7 separate regions of the Mus musculus genome follow, and all the other regions are linked to region 1. The links are chromatin contacts, called in public Hi-C and promoter capture Hi-C maps. All regions are on one chromosome and are shown on one strand. The core of a region is the stretch at or near the end of the contact, and the rest is flanking DNA. Distances in the headings are between cores, read along the strand shown. Region 1 holds the start of Calm3 (calmodulin 3). Region 2 holds the start of Ppp1r37 (protein phosphatase 1, regulatory subunit 37). Region 3 holds the start of Bloc1s3 (biogenesis of lysosomal organelles complex-1, subunit 3). Region 4 holds the start of Ppp1r13l (protein phosphatase 1, regulatory subunit 13 like). Region 5 has its middle 10 kb from the start of Fosb. Region 6 overlaps Gm38499 (predicted gene, 38499). Region 7 holds the start of Opa3 (optic atrophy 3).

Region 1 (2,888 bases), core at 198-2,697:
ATTTAAGAGATGTCCACAGGCGGCATTTACAGAAAGACTATATTCTCCCAGTCTCTCCCTCCCCACCAAAAAAAAAAAAAAAAAGTTTTCTGACCCTAGAAGTTCTCTCTCTCTCTCTCTCCCCCCACCCCCCTTCTCTGTCAGTTCTTGCCCTGGAGTGTCGATGCATGCCTTTGATTCTGAAGGCCAACCAGGGCTCAGGGCTACACAGTCTCAATAAATAAATAAATAAATAAATAAATAAATAAATAAAGGAAGGAAGAAAATGCCAACTCCCATCCTATACGAGGGCTCTGTACAGTAATGTACAGTATATACACTATGGTATACAATACAGTTGTCTCAGGTGCCCTTAGCAACAGTTCTTTTTCTTTCTGTGCCTGGAATCCCTAGAATAAGAAGTGAGTCACACTGTCTAGGTGACAAGAGAATGGTTGAGAAGTGTGATGTCACCAGCACAGCCCGGCACCAGATCTGTGCAGACAGCAGTGCCCAATTCATGTTTAATTGGCTGAATGAGTGAATGAATGAATGAATGAATGAAAACATTCTGCATCCAGAGATTGTTCTGGGTACAGATCCTGAGATCAAGAGTCAAGTCCAGATCCCCACATGTTGCTTTTGTGCGTGTTTTAGATTTGTGTTTGTTTGTTTGTTTGAACTTATTTATACAGCGCGCATGTGGAAGTCCGAGGACAATTCTTTGTGGAAGTCTGTTCTCCAAACCACCACGTGAGTTCCGGTGATCGAACTCACAGTTTCTAGCTTGCCTGCAAGCGCCTTCACCCACTCAGCCATCCCAGCAAATTGTACGCGTAGAGGGTGGAACCTTCAGGAGACCAGCGGAACCTTGAAGAGCCAACCACTGTGAAGAGCCGGTTCAGGCCAGGCTCCTAGACCCCACGATTTTGGATTAAACCATCTTGTATCTGCTCAAAGGGAGAGAGAAGAAAGTCCTTCTGCTTCTTCCCCCAACCCATTTTTATTTCCGAGCCATAGAGACAACGTATTTGCTTCTCCAACATCCACCCTGTTTCCGTCTTAGCCCCTCTATTCCTCGCGGCTCCACAGAGCCACACAGGTCGTGCTGCCCCCCGCACACCGCGCGGTGGCTCGCCCCAGTTTGACGCATTGCAGGGAAGGCCGGACCAATCGGAGTTGCGTTCTCATTTCCGCCACGAGGCGGGTCCAATAGCGGCGTGGCTCACACAGAGACGTGTCACTCTCCGTAAACCGGTGCCCTTCCGCCAGAGAGGAAAGCGGAGCGGATGCAAGGGGCCGAGAGCGCCGAGAGCGAAAGTAGTCCCCGCGGTGGGGAACGCGCGTGCGCGTGCCCGTGCGGCAGCAGATTCGCTGGGCTCTGTGGAAGGGGCGAGCCGCACGAGCCTGACGCGAAGGGATCCGTAGGAAGCCGCAGTGCAGCGGGAGCGCGCGAGCCGTCTGGGGCGGGGCCGGGCGAGGCGGGGCGCGCGCGGCGGCCGTTGAGGGACCGTTGGGGCGGGCGGCGGCGGCGGTGGCGCGCGCTGCGGGCAAAGAGTGTGGAGGCGCGGACGCGCGGCGGAGCTCGAGCTGCTGCAGCTGCTGCCGCCGCCAGAGTAACCTCGATCCCCGAGCTCCGGATACCGGTGCCTCGCCATGGTGAGTGAGGCGGCTGAAGTCGGGTGGAGACCCCCCCATCCCGGAGATGGCGAGCGAACCCTGGGAGGGAGAGGCCGGGCCCCTCGGGACCTCCCATGCGGCCCTTGGGACTTCTAGAAGCGGTTTTAGCAGCAGATGGAATTGGTAGGACCCCCAAACAGACAGTCTGAGGCTTCAAATGAGGAGCTCCAGGACATCCCCACCCCCGCCACCTCCCAGGCAGCATTCGGATCCCTCTCCGGGCGATTGGTTTTAGAATCACATCTACCCGGTCCCCGGGAGGAGGAAATAGGAAACGCCGGCGATGAAGGCTTTGGGTCCTGGAGGAATGCAGGAGGCTGCTCCTAGAGGGGTGGCTGTGGGTAGCGGAGAGGGGGACCGGTCGGTTCCTAGGGAGTGTTCTGCAGAGAGGATAGATGGGGATCCTGGGTCACTTGTGCACTGTAGACCCCGGTGGGGGAGGGGTCTCCAAGGACAAGCATTGCCAAGAGGAGGAGGAAGAGGAGAAGGGTCAGGTGCAGGCTGAGGTAAGGAGGAGCCCGAGGTGGGTGGCAGCAGAGGCTAGAAGATGCTCTTGGAGCCTGTGAGGACCCAGAAGGGGACTGAGGAGAGTTGGGGGTCGCAGAAATGTTTTTAAAGGAGTGGGGATGTGATCACGGGTAGTGTGGGGAACCAGGGAGCCTTGTGGAGAACTTGGTTGGGGGTAGCTAGGAAGGATTCTGAGGTCTAGGTTGTTGCACTAGAAAGAGAGGTTGGGGTTTGTAAGGCGTGTTTTGTTTGGGTCAGAGAAAAAACGGGGTTTCCAAGGTGAGGGCTAGGGAAGGACTTGAGTTTGGGTGGTGGGGGTGAGGTTGGACAGCCTTCTAGAGAAGTGTAGGAGACAATGAATGGTGGCTGAGGTAGGACTAGGTTTAGAGGTGGGTGTCTCCGGGGAAAGGTCCCGACACAAAGGCTGATGACTCGGGCTTGGTCATGGGCTGCAGCAGAGGACCTGAAGGAGTAGCTGTGTGCTCCCTTTGCCTTGGCAAGAATGGGGCTGGGCCAGGCTGAAGGCACTGAGGCAGTGGGAGCAGGTGGGCGGAGTTGTTCAGGGCCCTATTGCGCACTGAAGCTGCATGATACAGGACTGGGGTCAAAGTTTGGGGTGCATCAAATGATGGCTAAGCCAGGAAGCTTGGCCCCCTCATTGTCCCTTCCAGGCTAGGAGGGCTGCCTTTCTCCTCCAGCTTCATGCACCTGCTTCTCCTCAC
Region 2 (2,888 bases), core at 172-2,671, 2.6 Mb before region 1:
GAGCAAATGCTGCAGGTTGGTGGTTAGCGTTGAAGTTTTACCCTTCCTCAGTTTGCTCTAGCCGTCTAGTGAGGGAGTCTGTGTCCCCTGTTTCAGCCCCTTGTCACTAGAAATCTTTCAGTACATGATATCTGGAAGCAGTTCCTAGCTAAGCACAGTGACCCAAGTCTGTAATCCCAGCATTTGGTGTGGGGAAGGGGGTGTAGAGGCAGGAGGAGCCAGAGATAAAGCCTGTCTTTCCTACATGGCAAGTCAGCGGGCAGCCTGGATTACATGAGAACCAGTAAAACCAAACAAAACCCAACCCTCCCCCCCCAAACAAAGCCCACTTAATGCCTTTTGGAGTTCAGAATGTAACTGAAGGTTTGCATTAATTATAGGGGCTTTTGGTACTTCTCAGTCTCCAAAGTGTGCTAACCCCCAACTGTGAAGAGGAAAGCAGCTACCCTTAGCAGTGGTCTCAGTTATCAGTTCACACTGGAGCCTCCCTCCAGTTCCAGCCTAGCTCTCTACTTGGCAATGCTGTGCTCGACCCTCCTCAAATCCCGTTCTGTGGTTTCAGTCCCTGTGCCAGTGGGCTTTAATGAGCTGAGAAGGAAAAGCGAAAGTGCCCAGATGAATCCTGAGCTTTGGAATCGACCCCTTGGAGGTGTGGCTTAGGCTCGCTCAGGTTTGGTCAGCTGGTTCATCCCGAGCCTTTGGAATTCCTGCTCCCAGTTTTTGTTTTGTTTTGTTTTTATAGCAGGTTCATGAATACCTAGCAGACTCGTCTAATATTGTAATTTACATTTGATACAATTTTGACGAAAATTGTGCTAAAGTGTGCTCTTCTGTCGCTTCTGTCACTTGTACGTACTCATCCGATATTCAGCTTGGCTCTCAGCTCTCAGCACCTCCATCACTTTATCCTGCTCCCAGTACTTGGCTTAGCCCCACCAGGGTCTCCTGCTGTAGCACCTGCTTGTCTGAGGCTCCCTTTGTAATCCAGCCTAGCCTCGAATTCGCAACCTCCTCCTTCAGCCTCTCCAAGGCTCGGTTCACAAGGCGAGTCACTACCATGTCCAGCAAGTGGTTTTTTAATTAATATCTGATCCGTATTTTATATTTTAAGTTACTCATTTCTTGTAGACGCGTAGAAATCAGAGGACAATTTTGTGGAGGCGATTCTTCTATTTTTACGAACTCAGACGGCTTTAGCCGCTGACAGCCCTCTCGCAGGCCGCGGTTATAGGATTTGTATTGAATCCTTTCCCGAATTACTTGGGCTTGTGACGAATGTGCGGGAGCCTGACTGTTGACAGCTTGGCTTGTGGGGGGCGGGAGGGGGCGGCTAGAACTCGCGCATGCGCGGCGCTCCGGGAGACAGCGTTCATAGGCCCCGCCTCTGTGTTCTGCAGTTTGGCTCTGCAGATTCGCCGGTCACGTTTCTTTTTTCCGCGGAGCTTACTGTTCTTTGTTCCGGTCTTCCTGTCGTCCTCGACACGGTTTTTTTTCAGAGCAAAAGCTTGAGTCGGTGCTATGCTTTTCTCGGTACGCAGCGGGCCCTTCGGCTTGTAGCGAAAGTGTGGCTGCGGAAGAGCAGGTACTCGCGGAGCTCGGCGGAGGCGCGTTGGGGCTCCCGGCGACTGCGACGACGACGACGACGACGACGACGAACGGAGCGGACGGAGGCGGCGCTTGAGGCAGCGGCGAAGCCCATGCCCCGGAACGGCGGGAGGACCCGGAGAGACGAGTCCGGGGCCCGGGGCATGTCCCCGGGGCCCCCGTGAGGAGGAGGAGGCGGCGGCGATGGAGATCCCGCCGCAGGAGGCTCCGCCCGGGCCGGGCGCGGACGCCGACGCGGACGCGGAGGCCGAGACCGAGGAGGCCTCCGCCGAAGCTGAGTCTCCTACCGGGACCTCGCCCCCGGCCGATGGCCGCCTTAAGGCTGCTGCCAAGCGTGTCACGTTCCCATCTGACGAGGACATCGTGTCTGGAGCGGTGGAGCCCAAAGACCCCTGGAGACACGGTAGCTTTGGCGAGGGTTGCGGGGGAGAGCCTAGAGGCGGGTGGGACCGCCATAGGGCCGACCCCCACGGAGGTGGCCCGCGGCAAATGGTACTTATTGGTGATTTCAACGGTGCCTAGGTTAGAGCTGGAGGCAGAGAGGGGTTGGCGGGAGAGCTGGAAAGGTCCACAGGACTGGGTTTTCAAAGCCTAACCTTGTTTGGGAGTTTGGGAGGCTGGCAGCCAGCCTTTGAGTTCATGGTACACTCAGGGATAGATGAAGAGAGCCTGGTTATAGTATTGGGGGAAAGGTAAGTGCCTGAGTCCACGGGATGGTGAGAGCGAAGCAGCTGGTCTGTAAACCAGGAGGCAAAGCGTAGCCGGCTATGGCCATTGCTCTTTTGGCTGAAACGAGGACGGAAATAAACCCAGACTGTACAGAAGTTTGTAAACCCTCCGACTGGGAAAGGAGGGTCAGAGGCAGCAGGTAGTAAAGCAGAGGACGAGGTGGCCAGTTTGCCTGTGTGCGAGGAATTCCGCAGTAAGGTTCGGCAGCAGAACGCGGAGCCCGCTTTTACCAGGGTTTACCTGGGGAAGGACTCGGCAGTATTCCCTACTCAACAGAAGGTGACTTACATGTTGGGAGATGGGAAGATCTAAGATCTAGGCCTGTTGGTGGGGAGGTGGAACTGGACGGGCACTTGGAGGAGTGCATTGGCTTTGATGGCTTTGAAAGGGAAAAGGTTGCTGGGGAGATGGACACAGGCTAATCCCATTTCTGAGCTGAATTGTGTTTTGCTTGGGTGGAGCCTGTGAAGTGAGGTCACCCACTGGCCGTGTTCTATGGAAGCTAACCTGCTTGTCCAGGAACAGACAGACACGACTGCCAGGCTGTGGGCAGC
Region 3 (2,888 bases), core at 198-2,697, 2.6 Mb before region 1:
TCAAACTGCCATGTAGCCTATAAAATCAGGGAGGCAGCCGGGCGTGGTGGCACACGCCTTTAATCCCAGCACTTGGGAGGCAGAGGCAGGTGAATTTCTGAGTTGAGGCTAGCCTGGTCTACAGAGTGAGTTCCAGGACAGCCAGGGCTACACAGAGAAACCCTGTTTCGAACCCCCCCACCCCCACCCTCCCAAAAAATCAGGGAGGCTCCTGAGACCTGATGATCGGGCCACACTCCCACTAACTCTATTACCTCAGCTGTAGGGCCCCCAGTACGGACACAGTCGGTGGCAGCAGTTAGGAGCTACGAGGAGAGCCCTGGGCAAGCTCATATCTGTGCAGGCTCACAGAAAGCTATTTTAATCTCTTTATTAGAGTCAAGGTGACACAGAGCAGAGAGGAAGCAGGCTCCCTCCTTCCCAGAGCATGTGCCTCTGCACAAAGCAGCTTCTTCATGACCTCCCTAGGATGAGAAGGAAGACAATGGGAGGTGGATGGGAGTATGACACACAGGAAGGCACAAAGGAACACATAAGTGGTGGTAACTATTATTGATTACAATATTTCAGTGATCCCAGCGCCACCTTCCACATTACCGGGTGGGGTCTTTACTCATTACAGGGGCAAATCCATACTAAAAAACTCACTGTGTGCTGGGGTGTAGCGCGATCAGCACGCACTTTATCCAGCACACAGGCAGAGGGGACAGATGAGACCGGGTATGGTTGAGGGTGCATTTTCTAAGGAGGAAACGGAAGGATAGGAAGATTAAAGATGTTGAGTTGCATACTAAGTGGGTGGTGAGGCGAGCCCTCATCTGAGCCCAATAACAGCCAATTACCCTAATTATCAACGGCGCCCCAGGACGAGGCCTAGAACTGAGCGCCTTGACCCAAGTCATCTCGCTCCGCCTCAGCAATGACCTGCCATAAGGCTCGATCACACCCCACTTCTCCACCCCGAGGCCACGGCGTGCCGCTCACCCCCGAGCCTGGGTCCGGGTCCGGGGCCCACAGCTCCGCCACCATCTCGGTGTGCAGAAACTCGAATAGCACCGCGTCCGCCATACGCCGCCTCGCGACCCTCACGCCTGGCCAACGCTTCCGGCTCCCATTGGTCAGCTCGGGAGGTAGGCCCGATCTGATTGGTGATCCTATTTAGCTCCGCCTGCTTCTTGAAAGCCAGGAGGCGGGTCCACCGAGCCCCTTCCTTGGCCGCGCTGTTAACATCTTCCGCCCTTTCTTCGCTTCCCTCCCTGCTCCCGAGTCTTCGGACATCCAATTGGCTGAGTCTCTGATTCCTGTGAGGGTCCAAGATTAAAAAAAATAAATTTACGCGTCAAACGGAATTTTCCTAAATACATAAGCAAATAAATAAATAAACCCACACTACGGAAGCGACTTGTCTAACCGCTTTCCTATTGGCCATAACTCGGCTCACGTGACGCTGCGAGAGACCGGCTCACTTCCGCCAGGCAGCGGACCCCTTGGGCTCGGAGCCTCGGAGACCCGGTATGGCCTTCCTTCCGGGACTCTGGTGTCGGTGGCTCTTGTTAAGGGTCCCCTCGGGCGGCTGTCCTTTCTGTTTGCCCTGGTGCCTATTGCGGCCAAGTGCTCGCTGGCCAGGAGGACAGTGGAGGGTGTGGCCTGTGCTGGTGGGACTCTGGGAACTCTTGGTTACAAAGCTTTTAAAACTTACTTTATTATTGTCAGTATTATTTTGAGACAAGTTCTCACTATGTATGTAATGTTGGATGGCCTGGCACTATTGAGGATCAGGCTGATCTCGAACTCACAGAGATCTTCCTGCCTCTCCTCCGGTGCTGGGAATTAAAGTCATTATTATTATTTTATATTAGTTAATGTATATATACGCGTGCGTCTCTAGCACGCGTGTAGAGCTCAGAGGACAACTGTACGGGCCTCAGTTCGCTTCTTCCACCATGTGGGTCCCTGGGTTCGAACTCTTGGCGTCAGGTTTGATTGCAAGTGCCTTTTCCCAGCTGAGCCATCTCGTGTGACCTAGTTCTAAGGCTTTGCCTGGACGGTCCTTGATGTCCCCGGTGTGCACACAAATGATACAGAGGTGCACAATTCCAACCCATGTGTACACGAGGAAACTGAGGCCCAAGTCAGGACTCGCTGGGGATGGCGGTGAAGGGGCTGGGACTCGGGACCTCACGTCCGCTCAATTCCTCTTCTCCAGCTCCGTGCCATGGAGTCATCCCAGGGTCGGCGGAGAAGGCCGGGGACAGTGGTACCTGGGGAAGCTGCGGAGACCGACTCGGAGCTGTCTGCATCCTCGTCCGAGGAGGAACTATACCTGGGTCCCTCGGGCCCTACGCGCGGCCGTCCCACGGGGCTGCGTGTGGCCGGGGAGGCGGCGGAGACCGACTCGGAGCCTGAGCCCGAGCCCACGGTTGTGCCGGTCGACCTGCCCCCGCTCGTGGTGCAGCGCGATCCGGCGGAGACTTGGGGCACGGAGGAGACCCCTGCCATGGCGCCTGCGCGCTCGCTGCTGCAGCTCCGGTTGGCTGAGAGCCAGACGCGCCTGGACCACGACGTAGCGGCTGCGGTGAGCGGCGTGTACCGCCGTGCGGGTCGCGATGTGGCCGCCCTGGCGGGGAGGCTGGCGGCTGCTCAGGCCACCGGGCTGGCAGCCGCCCACAGCGTGCGCCTGGCGCGCGGGGACCTCTGCGCGCTCGCCGAGCGCCTGGATATCGTGGCTGGCTGTCGCTTGCTGCCGGACATACGAGGGGTCCCTGGTATGGAGCCCGAGCAGGACCCGGGACCTAGAGCCTAGGCTGTCACTCTGTGTCCCCCCACCTGACTCTGCCTCTTGGTGAACATTCGTACCACCTGTGGCATCTGACTCTGTTTTTGTTCCT
Region 4 (2,888 bases), core at 228-2,727, 2.4 Mb before region 1:
GGGGGTCAACGAACTCCACTGAAGGTGGAACTCGCTGTTTCTACCTTTGGGTGATTGCCAAATGCCTGTGTGGACAGAGAGACCCATCCTGACCTGAGCCTGGCAGGACACACACAGCCTGTGCTGGCAGCTGTGGCTATTGTTCCTTAGCTTCATTTCAGGCTGTCACTCCAGCCCAGGCATTCGCAAACACCCTCCCTCTTCAGACCCTTCTCCCCCACCAGCTTCGTAATCCCCCTACATAAGGGCTCAGAGGTGGAGAGACAGTGGGAGGTGCGTGCCTGCCCCTGCCCTCTCCCTGGCTCAAGGACAGACAGACACCTCCAGAATTAGCCTCCCTCCCTCCCTTATCTCCCATAATACCTCAGGTCAGACAGATGGAAGTGGAGGCAACATGCCTCACCTCTGGGTCACAAGGAGCCCCACCCCAGGAGGAAGAAGGTTAATTAGAAAAGCTGGTGGCAGTGAAGGAATTCCTTCCACACACAGACAGCTGTCACAAGAGCGAAGGAGACGTCCAATTCAACTGCCTGTATGGCCCGCCAGCCTGTTTACCACTTCCATTCTCTGTAACGCATAACGCAGCAGTACACGGCCACAGAAGCCTACCAGATCCAGCCCTGCAGTCCTGTTATTCTGCCCTGGGCTCTAGAATGACTTTACCAAACACCACCTATTTCCCATCCCGTGGGGGCAATAAGAGGTCTGACTCCCGCTTCCGCTAGGGGGCGCTCCTGGGCGAATGTGACTCCTCTGGTTAGGCAGGTCTGACGCCCCAGCTAATGACATGTTGGGGTTCGCTCAGCGGCACAGAAGAGGTTGGAGAGCTGCCCCGGCTTCTCACTCCCTGCCCCCATCCCAAAACCAGAAGGTGGGGTGTAGCGCACACAGCCTCCTGAGAAACCCACGCCCCTCGTGCTTGTCCCACTCTTTTCGAAGACCAGGATCCACTAGTCCAGTGCCACTAATTTTACTCAAACACCTAGTGGTTCGGTGCTGAAGGCAGCTGGAGGGTGACCGGGCGCCGGACCATTCTAGAACGTCCTGATCTCCCACATCTGCCCCAAATACAGAGACCCGGGACCTCAACAGCACCCTAAGACACTTCCAAGGGTCCCCAATTAAAGTATTCAAAAAATTCCAGCTCCAATAACTCCCCAGGACCAAGGGCTCCGAGCACCACTAAGAGCAGATGTCCAAACCCCCTATCCATCTGCCCAGTAAAGTCGGCACCCCAGTTCCTTCTTTCCAGGGATCCAGGCGTGAGCTCCCCACACTATTCCCCTGGACTTAAGGTCCGAGTTTCCAATAAGTCTTCCCAGGAACGCGGTATCCGGTTCTGGGGTGGCTGGACCCTGGGTGGGGGTGGAACTCACGCGTCGGGGCAGATCCTGGCACCGGGGGGCTTTTCCTCGGGCTCCGGCTCCGGCTCCAGCGGCGGGGAGCGGAGGACGGGGCGGGGCAGTCGCCTGGGAACAGGTTAGACGACGTGACTCTGACTGGAGGGAGGCGTGTCCCTCGGAGGAGGGGGAACTGCGGTTGCCTGGAGCACCTTGGGATTTGTAGTCCCGAATGGGCGAGGCGCCGCCAGGGACACTTCCATTTGGAGTCAGACGCGATCCATTTGACAGTCAGCCAGAGCTAGGTCCAGAAGATCATGGACGTCCTGGACGGCGAAATGCACAAGAATTTAGACCCTCACCTCACTATGGGTACAAGGGAAGAACCCCTGAGCCCTTTCCCACTCCTCCAGGCTCAGTGTCCCCTTGCCTGAGTGAAGATTTGGACACTTAAGGAGGAGATGGGAGGCGCGGAGAAATTCACACGACCAATACTATGGCGAGAAAAGGACCCACCTTAATCAGGACTCCAAGCCCCGGGTTATCTGTCTAAATAAAACAAAAAATAAAAATAAGGGGCCTCTAATCCTAGTACTTAAGAAGCAGAGACAGGCGCACCTCTGAAAGTTCAAGGCCATCCTGATCTACACAGCGAATTCCGAGCCAGCCTGGACTACATAAAGAGACCCTGTCTCAAAAAAACAAAACAAAACATCACAGCATTGGCGATTTACTGGCGTGCCTAGCAACAAGCTGAACTACAATCCCCAGCAGACTCCTGACCGACGTCCATCGCCAGCCACCTTCGAGTTATCTGGGAATTGGAGTTTTGAAGCCCACAAAGGGCGAGCCCCAGAGTTTCTCGCCCACGCGCGAGGGTGGACACATAGTCTGGAGATTCCTGGCGGAGGGAACACTCCTTCGTAGCCTTGGTGACCTCTGTTCTCAAAAGCCTCAGAAGAAGGGGGGAGCATCCCAATGCTGGAGGAGTCTCCAAAATCTCCGCAGAAGGGGCGGGCAGCGACGCTGACACACCGGCCAGGAATGCAGTCGAGTCTCCCTGTCTCGCCACCGTCCCGCGGCTCCACCCGCCACCCCATGCGCTGCAGTCCTGCTGGGAGGGGGCGTGGGCACGTCCCCCAAATCCCACGTGCACGCGCCGCTGTTTACTTGGGCCGCGGAGCAGACAGGGACCGACCAGCTGCACCTCTACCTGCCTCGGAACCGTGAGGAATACTTCCCATTCCGGACACTAAGTCCACGAGGACATCTACAAGTCTTCCCTGACACTAACCCTCACCCCGTTTCAAGCCAGGCTCTGGGGCTCTGGGGTCCGAGGCTCCTCCCATGACTCTGCAGACTCCTCCCCCTCAGTTTCCCGCTTCCCCTAGACTTCAGAAGCTCCGCCTCTGATTGCTATTAAAATGCTCCGTTCGTACACTTTTCTCTATTTTCCGACCTGGTTCAGTTAAATCTTCCACGTTCGCTGCACCAGGGACTTCCGAAGATACACTCTAGCTTTAAAAGTACAATCGTGACAACCAGAAT
Region 5 (2,888 bases), core at 162-2,661, 2.4 Mb before region 1:
GTCAGGATTTAAATGGCAGGGTTGCAGCACCACCTGCCAGTTGGTGGGACATAATAAAAACATCACTAATAGTGGCTGGAGAGATGGTTCAGTGGTTATGAACAGTTGCTCTTGCAGAGGTCCTGGGTTCGATTCCCACCCAACACCCACATTTCAACCATCTGTAACCCCCAGACACTCAGGTGGTGCACGTTCATGTACATAAATAAATCAAAAAATGTATTTAAAAAATCACTAGTATACAACAGAGCTGCCTATTTAGTACGCCACAGTGCATGAAATATGTTCATTCCTGTTCGCCACTTATTTTACATTTTTATTAACCTGTTCCGTGTGGGGTGAATTAAGTGCTATGTCCTGTGTGTAGAGGTCAGAAAACAACCTACAGAAGTCAATTCTCTCTTTTCACCTGTATTTAAGTCCCAGGGATCGAACTCAGGTTAACACCAAGCGCCTCTGCCCACTGAACCATCTCCCTTGCTCGTTTATCTTAAAATCAGTGAGGTACAGAACCAGGTCAGTTTCTTATTGTCATTTATTTACTTATTATGTAGGGTAGGAGGACAGGTGCCAGCATGCAAATGTAGAAGTCAGAGGAAAACTCTTCTATCATGTGGGTCCTAGGAACTCAAGTCATTTTCTCAGGCTTGGTGGCAAGTGCTTCTGCCCACTACCCGCTTTACAGAATTTAGCGATTTCACACTTCTTATGGTGAGCAATGTGACGATGCCACCTCAGTAAAGAAAGGGCTCACAGGTCAAAGTTACAGAGCAGGGACCAGAATCCAGTTTTTTTTTTTTTTTCTCACTACCACGTACCCGACGCACCTGCTGCAAGCCAACCTGACCAAAAGTACAACCAACAAACACCAACATTTCAAGTACTTGAGTTGAAATATCTAAGCCAGGCGATGATGGTGCACGCCTTTAATCCCAGCACTTGAGAGGCAGAGGCAGATGGATCTCTTGTGAGTTCGAAGCCAGCCTGGTCTGCAGAGTGAATTCCAGACAACCAGGGCTACAGAGACCTGTTTTGACACCGAGGGGGGAAAAAAAGGAAAAGAAGGAAAAAAGAAATAAAGATATCTATCTACAGCTGCCAGCTGCAACCTGGTATTCTGTCTCCGCTTTGAGAACGGGGTAAACTTAACCCAGCCTCCAAATCCACTGACTGTCCCGGTAGTCAGAAAGGAACTGTTTTTTTTTTCTTCTTCTTCTTCTTACAGCTCCAGGGTCTCCTCCCGGGAACCAGGAAGGGCTCCTGCTACTTTAAGACGGAGAACAGTCGATTCGCGTTGCCTGGGCAGCGCCGCGGCGGTTGCCTAGCAACGTCAACAAACCACAGCGCCGTTGCGACTCCGTGCGCCCTCCCCCCCGGCCGCCCGCGCTGACGCAGTGACGCGGCAGCCTGTGGCACGCCGTTACCTAGCGACGGGAAGGTTGTTTGTCCCTGGCCAAGCGGCGCGACCGCGCACAGCAGCCAAGACCGGCCAGGGCAGACAGACGGCTCGACCCGGAGATGGCAGCGAGGGGACACCCGTATCCCCAAATTACCACTGTCTGCTTTCTGTTTGCGCCCCCTCCTCCCCGGAGTGCCTGTCCGTCCGGAGCCTCCCGCTCGCTGACTGTCTCCTTCCCCTCAAACCATAGCACTCAAAAACAGGAGCACAAAAAGAGGAGAGGTGGCCCTTCTCAAGCGTGTCACTGTGACCTCAGATCCTAAGTTTCTGGGTGTAGTGCTAGGTCAGGGGGATTCCCACCACCATTGGAGATGGTTGAGCAGTGTATGACCTGTGCACACGCACAGACCTAGAGCCACAGCCCTTGCCTGCCCTCCGTTCCCTCTCTCCCCTGTAGGTTTGCCTACCTGTCTCACTCCGCCAGTCTGAAGCATCCGGGCTCTGTCTGTGAAACAGTCCGCGAACTGGGAGGGTCTACCCACTGGCCCCAGCACCCCTCCTCCCAAGGCCCCCCATGCTGCTGCTTCATGTGACCAGGGCTGGGCCGAATCTCTGAGCAGACAGAGAGAAGCATGGTGTGACCGCATGAGTGGAGTGAGTTCTGGGGACAGTGCCCAGTTGTGCGATAGACAGCAGGTTCCAGAGGACCACTGTGCATGTGTGTGTGTTGTTGTATTTGGTTTGTGTTTGTGAGTATGTCTGTGTGTGTGTGTGTGTGAGAGAGAGAGAGAGAGAGACAGACAGACAGACAGAGACAGAGACAGAGACAGAGACAGAGAGAGTTGTGTGAGGACCACTGTGCATGTGTGTGTGTTGTGTGAATGTTTGTGAGTGTGTGTGTTGTTGTATTTGGTTTGTGTTTGTGAGTGTATCTGTGTGTGTGAGAGAGAGACAGAGAGACAGAGAGACAGAGAGGGAGAGACAGAGAGAGAGACAGACAGAGAGACAGACAGAGAGAGACAGAGAGAGACAGAGAGAGAGAGAGAGAGTTGTGTGAGGGCCTCCCAGGTGATCTGGGAAGCTTGTGAATGTGAAAGTGCCTGTGGGTGGCTTCACCTCTGGCAGAGGCATTCTGCCTCCTGTATATTAACTATGTGTGCTCAGACAATCCACTCAAAGATGCTCTGGGGCTGCAGCTGATAGAGCAGCTTACTTAGTGTGCACAAGGCCGTGGGTGCAAACACCCCAGAACTACAATCCCAGAACTCTCTCTGCGCACTGAACTCGACTTCCTCATTTGTTTCTTGTTTCTTTTTTTTGACGGAGTCTAACATTGTCCGGATTGCTTCAAACTTTATAGCGGAGGAAGATCGATGGCAATTCTTCTGCCTCCACCTTCTGAGTGCTAGGATTGCAGGCATGTACCCTCATGCCCAGTTGAGACAGTATCAGTGATTGAACCCAGGGCCTCACGCCTCCTGGAGAAGCC
Region 6 (2,888 bases), core at 230-2,729, 2.3 Mb before region 1:
GGTACAGGCTTATCTGAGGTAGACACTCAGCACTCAGGAACAAGTTCCAGGTGGTCTTTTGAAAATTGGCCTGGACAGAACGAGGGCCCTCCTGTGGGCAGGTCATGGTGATTGTGGCAGCCATGATTTCAGTACCGGAGAGTGAAACAAAAGGTCATTCTAGGCTAGCAATGGACCCTGATCTCAAAATAAAACAAACGAATTAAATAATGTCCAGAGTCAGCAACGGTTTGGTAGTTGGTAAGGGTGTCTGCCATGGAAGCCTGCTTACCGAAGTTCCATCCTCAGAACTGGAAGAAGCCCACTCTAGAGTTGCCCCAAGCTTGACTGACACACACACACATAATAATAATAACAATAATAATAATAATAAAATAATAATAATAAATGACTGACACACACTAATAATAATAACAACAACAACAAAACAAAAACCAGTGTCCAGAAGATCCTGGAAAGTGGGCATGAGTGAAAAGGCTGCCCTGGTTGGAAGGTGGGGCAGGGTTAGGGTCACAAGGTGGCCACAGAGTATAAAACCCCAAGCACTCATGCACATAAAATAAAAACAAATCTTTTGAGGAGGGTGTCGAGACAGGGTTTTTCTGTGTAGCCCTGGCTGACCTAGAACTCAGTCTGTAGACCAGGCTGACCTTGAACTCACAGAACTTGAACTCACCTGCCTCTACCCCCCGAGTGCTGGGATTAAAAATGTGTACCGACACTGCCTGGCATATATTAATCTTTGAAAAAAATTACAAAACTGTGTCCTCAAGTAAATTTTAGAGATAGTCCTCTGTTTACTATCTTAGTCTATCGGTGTATAACTGGGTGTGCATGGTTAAAACCAGACATTCTGGGGCTGGAGAGATGGCTCAGATGTTAAGAGCACATACTGCTTTTGCTAGGGACCTGAGTCCAGTTCCCAGATCTCATGTCTCACTACTGCCTGCAGTCCAGCTCCATGGGATCTGATGCCCTCCTCTGTCCTCCATGACACTAGAACACACATGGCACACACGGACACATGCGCATAAACACAAATCAAAAATTTTAATCATACCTTATGGGATGGGATATGCGTAGTAGAAAAAAATGAATATGTAACCCATCAACCAAAATAAGAGAACTGCTCTCTGTCAACCACTCAGCAACTAAATTTCTCTTGAACCCTATAAAAGGAAGCTCTGAAAAGGAACTGAGTCCTGTAAGTGTGCTCCCTCCTCAGTGGCTGTGGGTCTTCACAGTGGGCCTCCCTAAGCTGCACCAGCACTCTGCTCTGTTGTCATTTACAAACCCACTTGAGCCGTATTTTCAGTTCTTTGGAGTGTGTGCTGAGACAAGGTCTTACCTCGAACCCCTGGCCTGGAACTAACAAACGCCCAACTGTCTCTGCCTGCCAAATGCTGGAGGACTGAGGGCCAAACCCATTCAGGGCTGGGTGAATACCGGAAGAGCTTGCTGTCCACTGCAGTTGTTCCCTGGGGCCCTCATCTGACTTGGAAGCTTGTGTTTTTCCTCAACGGCTGTTTCTCAGTAGGTCATGGACACACTGGCTGTCCCTGAGGCTCAGGCCTGTGTTCCCATGATGTCTTCCCACCACCTCACCTCTTTCCTCAACTCTTTATTATTTTTCCTTTTGAGCTAAGGGCTTACTGTATAAACCAGGTTGGCCTGGAACTCAGAGATCCTCCTGCTTCTTCCTCCCAAGTGCTGTGATTAAAGGTGTTCTCCGCCCCTGGCTGGATTCTATCTTCTATTTGTTTCTCCCTTAGGACCTGGGAATATCGCTTTTGTGAGAAGATGCATGTACCCATCTGGAGGCCTGCCTTTTGCTCTGAGATCCCTGGAGACAAGCTTGAGGAGTCTGGAATGTCTGACCTCATGTTCTATATTCAGGCAGTTTGAATCTAGATTTGCTGGACTATATCCCTAAGTACTTTTCTCAAAAAGGGTGTTTGGTAAAATGTTTTGAATCCTTTCTTGGGTTGTCAAGGCTTTGGGTTTTTTTTTTTTTTTTTTTTTTTTTGGTTTTCGAGACAGGGTTTCTCTGTATAGCCCTGGCTGTCCTGGAGCTCACTATGTAGACCAGGCTGGCCTCGAACTCAGAATTACACCTGCCTCTGCCTCCGGAGTGCTGGGATTAAAGGCGTGTGCCACCACGCCCGGCTTCTTTTATTTATCTTTACAATGTATTTATGATTAGTATGTGTGTGTCCAATGTTCCAGTTGGAGAATGTAGAAGTCAGAGGACAACTTTTGGGCGTCAGCTCTCTTCTACCTGCTGAACCATCAGTTCAGCCAGCCTCACTCACTGAAGCTTATATTTGTCTTTGATATTTTATGTGTGTGTGTCCATGTAGAGAGGTCAGAGGGCAACTTGCAGGGAGTCTGTTCTCTTCTTTAACCCTCTGCATCCAGGGACTGAACTCAGGTCTGCAGGCTTGGCGACAGGCATTGTACCCTTGAAGTTATATGGCTCCCCTCATTTGATTTTGTTTTTTTTAAGATTGATTTATTTATTATGAGTACACTGCAGCTGTCTTCAGACACACCAAAAGAGGGCATCGGATCCCACTACAGATGGCTGTGAGCCACCATGGGGTTGCTGGGAATTGAACGCAGGACCTCTGGAGTGCAGTCAGTGCTCTATACCTGCCAGCTATAGTTTTTAATCATAGTTCCTGATTTTAGCTGACCTCCCCGTGCTGGCCACTGAAACTCTGTCTTAGTGCCTCTGGCTGGCCATAAAGAAATTCTATGATGTTCCTTGTGCAATAGCAGGTCAAAGGACTCTACTCCAGAGGGGCCCTGCTCCCTGCCCTGGAAGGAAGGATGCTGCAGAGGTCTAGAAGAATCTAAAGGAAACAGGTTCTGTCAGGTGGCTTTTG
Region 7 (2,888 bases), core at 140-2,639, 2.3 Mb before region 1:
AGCTCCACCAAAACCCAAAATGACCAAGAATCTTATTAAACACACATGTGGAGGAGAAAAGTCAAGGGTCCCCTTAGTGCCTATGTTCCACCCTTGGAGCCAACAATGTCCCTCAGTGGTCTGGTGAGATTCTCCTCACCCTTCAGTCTCAGTTGGAATATTCCCTCTACCCGGAAGTGCTCTTTGTACTCTATGTCAGGTCAGGTACCTAGTGGGCTCTGCCATCCCATCTAGATTGTCACTGTATGAGTCTTGGTTCGACAGACTGGTACTGGCGTAGATAGACCCTGTTGTTTTATAAGCAGGGTCAGCTCAAAACAAACACTCATCATATCATTTATAAGCTACATGGGGCGTTGGACAAACATGAACGGTAGTTCTCGGTAAATTACAAAGACTTCCCCCTCGTCTCTGCTTTACAGAGATCAGTCTTTTCTAGGAGCACACATCTGGTGCGTTTGCGAAGCAAGTGAGGTCTTTGCTCAGGAGACTCCCTTGGCTCACCCGGCTGCTCTAAACTCGAGTCTGCCTACAGTTCCTGACATAATGCGGACATATTAGGACCGTATCTTTCCCAGTGTCGGGCTAAGAAGCCTGCACGGTGCGGCTACCGAACGAAAAGGATCGGTGTGAGGAAACTCATAAATAAACGGAAGGACGCCCATTCTGGGTTCATCCTTTTGCCAGGTCGCAAGATTCCAACACTATCACGACCCTAACTCAGTGTAAAACTAACGCACAAGCTCTGTGCTCTAAACCCAGGGTGATACGCAAATCACCCACAGGGCCGAAGGGAAACTGAGGGACAAACTGGGGTTTCTGTAGTCAAGTGTCTCTCTTAAGGATGGCTCCGAAGCGGATCGCTAAGGGGACTTCTTCTCGGTCCCGCCCCTAACTTCTGACAATAAGCTCCACCCTGGTGTTTCTCACACCTCATCCTATTGGCTGGTGTAGACGTCAACCGCCAGAAGCCCTCTTCTCTATTGGCTTGCATTCCAAACTCGCGCGGTGACGCCCCTGACTGCTCTCCCTTCTTCCCTATTGGGTCAGTGACACGCCCCTCTAGCAGAAGCCATCCTCATTGGCTATAGCGTTTTGCCGGTTCGCGCCGGGATTGGTCAAGCACAGACGCCGTTCCCCTGAACTAGAAAGATCGGGAATGGAAGGGCTAGAGGCCTTGGGGTGAGACTCACGCTGGGCTGGCGGTAGGCAGATGTAGGTCTTGAAGAACTCGCTGCGGCGGGCAGCATCCTTGATACGGTTGGCCAGCGGCTTGCTAACCTGCCGGATGCCCAAGTAGAACAGCTTCGCCATGGGGAACGCGCCCACCACCATCTCGGCGGCCGCCCTGGGGCACGCGCAACCTTGCTGACTGGGCGGGGCGCCGCCGACCTCGCCGTTCCTCCCCCACCCGCCCGTGGGCCGTGCGTGCTTGCGTAAGGAAGGACTTGCCTACGTGCCTACGTAGGAGCGTGCGTTTGCACGCTCGCGGCGGAGGTGGTGGGGAGGGTGTTTGTCTGCTGGGGGGGGGGCGGGCGCTCGTGACGTCGCCGCGTCGACGCCTCGACGTCCGTACGTTGGGTATGCAAATGTGCGGCGGAAGTGAAGCGTCAGAGGGCGGTGCCGTTAAACGGCCGCTCGTGGGAGCGTGGCCGGAGCCCTAGTCCCGACGTACTGACGTCACCGCGTCTTGCGTGATGTCACGTACTGAGTCGATTTCCCTGCCCATAGGAGGCGCCTGGTGAGTCCCAATTAAGTCTAAAGAGTCGGGGTGCGCCTTCCCGGCGGTTAGTGCCCTCGCCGGGGAGGGGAGCGAGTCAGCGCGTAGTCATACAGACCTGCCGCTTTACTCACTCTCTGAAGTTGGAGGAGTGACTCAACCCTTCAGGAAATCGGTTCGTTCTTTTTTTGTTGTTGTTTTTTTTCCCCTAATTGTTTTTAAAAGCCGGTCTCGTGTAACCCAGCCTGGCTCCGAACTCAATGTGTAGCCTACGCTGTCCTTGGAACTCCTGATCCTCCTGTGTCTGTGCCGCAGTGCGGTGCTGGGATCACAGCCCTGCGCTACACGGCCCAGCATTGATGTCAGCATCCCCGTGAGCAAAATGTCACACATAACAGTACCTGTCTTGTGTTTTCTGTGTTGTGAGGCTTGTGTCTCTGAACCCCAAGGCATTTCCCATCTTAGGAGGGGGGCTCCACCACTGAGCAAAAGACTCCAGCTCCTCCCAGGGGGGAGGGGGTTAGGCGGTGACTCTATCGCTGCGCCATGCTCACTGAGTGGCTCTACTAGTCAGCTTTGTGTGTGAATCCTGAATGTAAAACACAGGAAGTAACTACATGTAGAGCATGTCCCGCAAAGCCCAAATGTGCACTACAGCTAATCCATCCTTTTCCCAAGTAACCGAGTGAAAGACTGAGGGTCCCATAAGAACGGGGTGACACGGGGCTTCTCAGCCACCACATTGCCTAATATCACTGGTTCTCAAGCAGCCTGACTTCCTCCTTTGGAGGGTAAGGGTCCCCAGGGAGCTGGCTCAGGAAGGAACTTTAAGGACATGTCCCAGACTGTCCTCCCTTACCCAGCAGGGAGCAAAATCATATAAACAAAGTCAAGACTTAGTTGAGAGAAATTCCTGGATGGTGGCGTGAGGATGGGTAGTTGGGGACGGGAAGGGACCGGAAGGCAAAGGAGCAGAGGGGTCGTGGCTATCAAGAGAAAAAACTGGTGACACATAGCCAAGGGACCCCGGACTTTCCCATCAGTGCCTTTGGTCAAGTCCTCGCATCAGGGGACCCGTGCTTCATTTATATTGGTGGCAGCTGGGCCTGGTGTCACACAGCTGTCATGGAAGCACTCAGGAAGCTGAAGCAGGAGGATGGAATGTTCT

Evidence for each region. Promoter capture Hi-C pulls out the DNA fragments that hold promoters and counts their contacts. A called contact is a pair of places that touch in the nucleus more often than the background predicts.
Region 2: a promoter capture Hi-C map of hippocampal neurons shows a contact between it and region 1, with 3 times the contacts expected there. The contact joins the promoter of Ppp1r37 here to the promoter of Calm3 in region 1. A contact is called at or near these places in 3 of 39 promoter capture datasets (cranial neural crest, embryonic stem cells and hippocampal neurons) and 3 of 115 datasets of contacts at active chromatin or transcription factors (astrocytes, embryonic hindbrain and embryonic stem cells).
Region 3: a contact with region 1 is called in a promoter capture Hi-C map of cranial neural crest. The contact joins the promoter of Bloc1s3 here to the promoter of Calm3 in region 1. A contact is called at or near these places in 1 of 39 promoter capture datasets (cranial neural crest) and 1 of 115 datasets of contacts at active chromatin or transcription factors (astrocytes).
Region 4: a promoter capture Hi-C map of pre-B cells shows a contact between it and region 1, with 2.3 times the contacts expected there. The contact joins the promoter of Ppp1r13l here to the promoter of Calm3 in region 1. A contact is called at or near these places in 4 of 39 promoter capture datasets (cranial neural crest, hippocampal neurons, pre-B cells and 1 more), 5 of 115 datasets of contacts at active chromatin or transcription factors (embryonic forebrain, embryonic hindbrain, forebrain and 2 more) and 1 of 9 other capture datasets (adipose tissue).
Region 5: a contact with region 1 is called in a Hi-C map of B cells, with 6 read pairs. The contact joins the enhancer-like site here to the promoter of Calm3 in region 1. A contact is called at or near these places in 4 of 39 promoter capture datasets (cranial neural crest, hippocampal neurons, liver and 1 more), 1 of 484 Hi-C or Micro-C datasets (B cells) and 3 of 115 datasets of contacts at active chromatin or transcription factors (embryonic forebrain, embryonic stem cells and large pre-B cells).
Region 6: a contact with region 1 is called in a promoter capture Hi-C map of 3T3-L1-derived adipocytes, with 4 times the contacts expected there. The contact joins the enhancer-like site here to the promoter of Calm3 in region 1. A contact is called at or near these places in 5 of 39 promoter capture datasets (3T3-L1-derived adipocytes, cranial neural crest, embryonic stem cells and 1 more) and 1 of 115 datasets of contacts at active chromatin or transcription factors (large pre-B cells).
Region 7: a promoter capture Hi-C map of embryonic stem cells shows a contact between it and region 1, with 5 times the contacts expected there. The contact joins the promoter of Opa3 here to the promoter of Calm3 in region 1. A contact is called at or near these places in 2 of 39 promoter capture datasets (embryonic stem cells and erythroid cells) and 1 of 115 datasets of contacts at active chromatin or transcription factors (astrocytes).

What each region holds. Positions count from the first base shown.
Region 1 is chr7:16,922,591-16,925,478 of GRCm38.p6, reverse strand. It overlaps Calm3 (calmodulin 3), which reads left to right and starts at 1,447. Exons shown (of 6, transcript NM_007590.3): 1 at 1,447-1,638. The coding sequence starts at 1,636. It overlaps Gm45972 (predicted gene, 45972), which reads right to left. Exons shown (of 3, transcript NR_165470.1): 3 at 961-2,039.
Region 2 is chr7:19,560,931-19,563,818 of GRCm38.p6, reverse strand. It overlaps Ppp1r37 (protein phosphatase 1, regulatory subunit 37), which reads left to right and starts at 1,421. Exons shown (of 13, transcript NM_199149.3): 1 at 1,421-2,008. The coding sequence starts at 1,789.
Region 3 is chr7:19,506,929-19,509,816 of GRCm38.p6, reverse strand. It overlaps Bloc1s3 (biogenesis of lysosomal organelles complex-1, subunit 3), which reads left to right and starts at 1,447. Exons shown (of 2, transcript NM_177692.4): 1 at 1,447-1,512; 2 at 2,207-2,888. The coding sequence starts at 2,216. The coding sequence ends at 2,803. Trappc6a (trafficking protein particle complex 6A) reads right to left here and starts at 1,147. Exons shown (of 6, transcript NM_025960.4): 1 at 985-1,147. The coding sequence starts at 1,068.
Region 4 is chr7:19,359,805-19,362,692 of GRCm38.p6, reverse strand. Ppp1r13l (protein phosphatase 1, regulatory subunit 13 like) reads right to left here and starts at 1,477. Exons shown (of 13, transcript NM_001010836.3): 1 at 1,377-1,477.
Region 5 is chr7:19,318,629-19,321,516 of GRCm38.p6, reverse strand. No RefSeq gene overlaps it. Among named protein-coding and RNA genes, the nearest start is that of Fosb, 10 kb to the right of the region's middle. RefSeq lists an enhancer at 1,251-2,110. Within about 2 kb of position 1,411, at least 330 of the 459 cell types and tissues checked have an H3K27ac peak or open chromatin away from gene starts, as enhancers often do. A contact at or near this core is called in B cells and hippocampal neurons, where this site is marked.
Region 6 is chr7:19,252,177-19,255,064 of GRCm38.p6, reverse strand. All of the region lies in intron 1 of Gm38499 (predicted gene, 38499), which reads right to left. Among named protein-coding and RNA genes, the nearest start is that of Gm38499, 4.2 kb to the right of the region's middle. Within about 2 kb of position 1,479, at least 20 of the 459 cell types and tissues checked have an H3K27ac peak or open chromatin away from gene starts, as enhancers often do. A contact at or near this core is called in 3T3-L1-derived adipocytes, where this site is marked.
Region 7 is chr7:19,226,890-19,229,777 of GRCm38.p6, reverse strand. It overlaps Opa3 (optic atrophy 3), which reads right to left and starts at 1,389. Exons shown (of 2, transcript NM_207525.3): 1 at 1,194-1,389. The coding sequence starts at 1,335.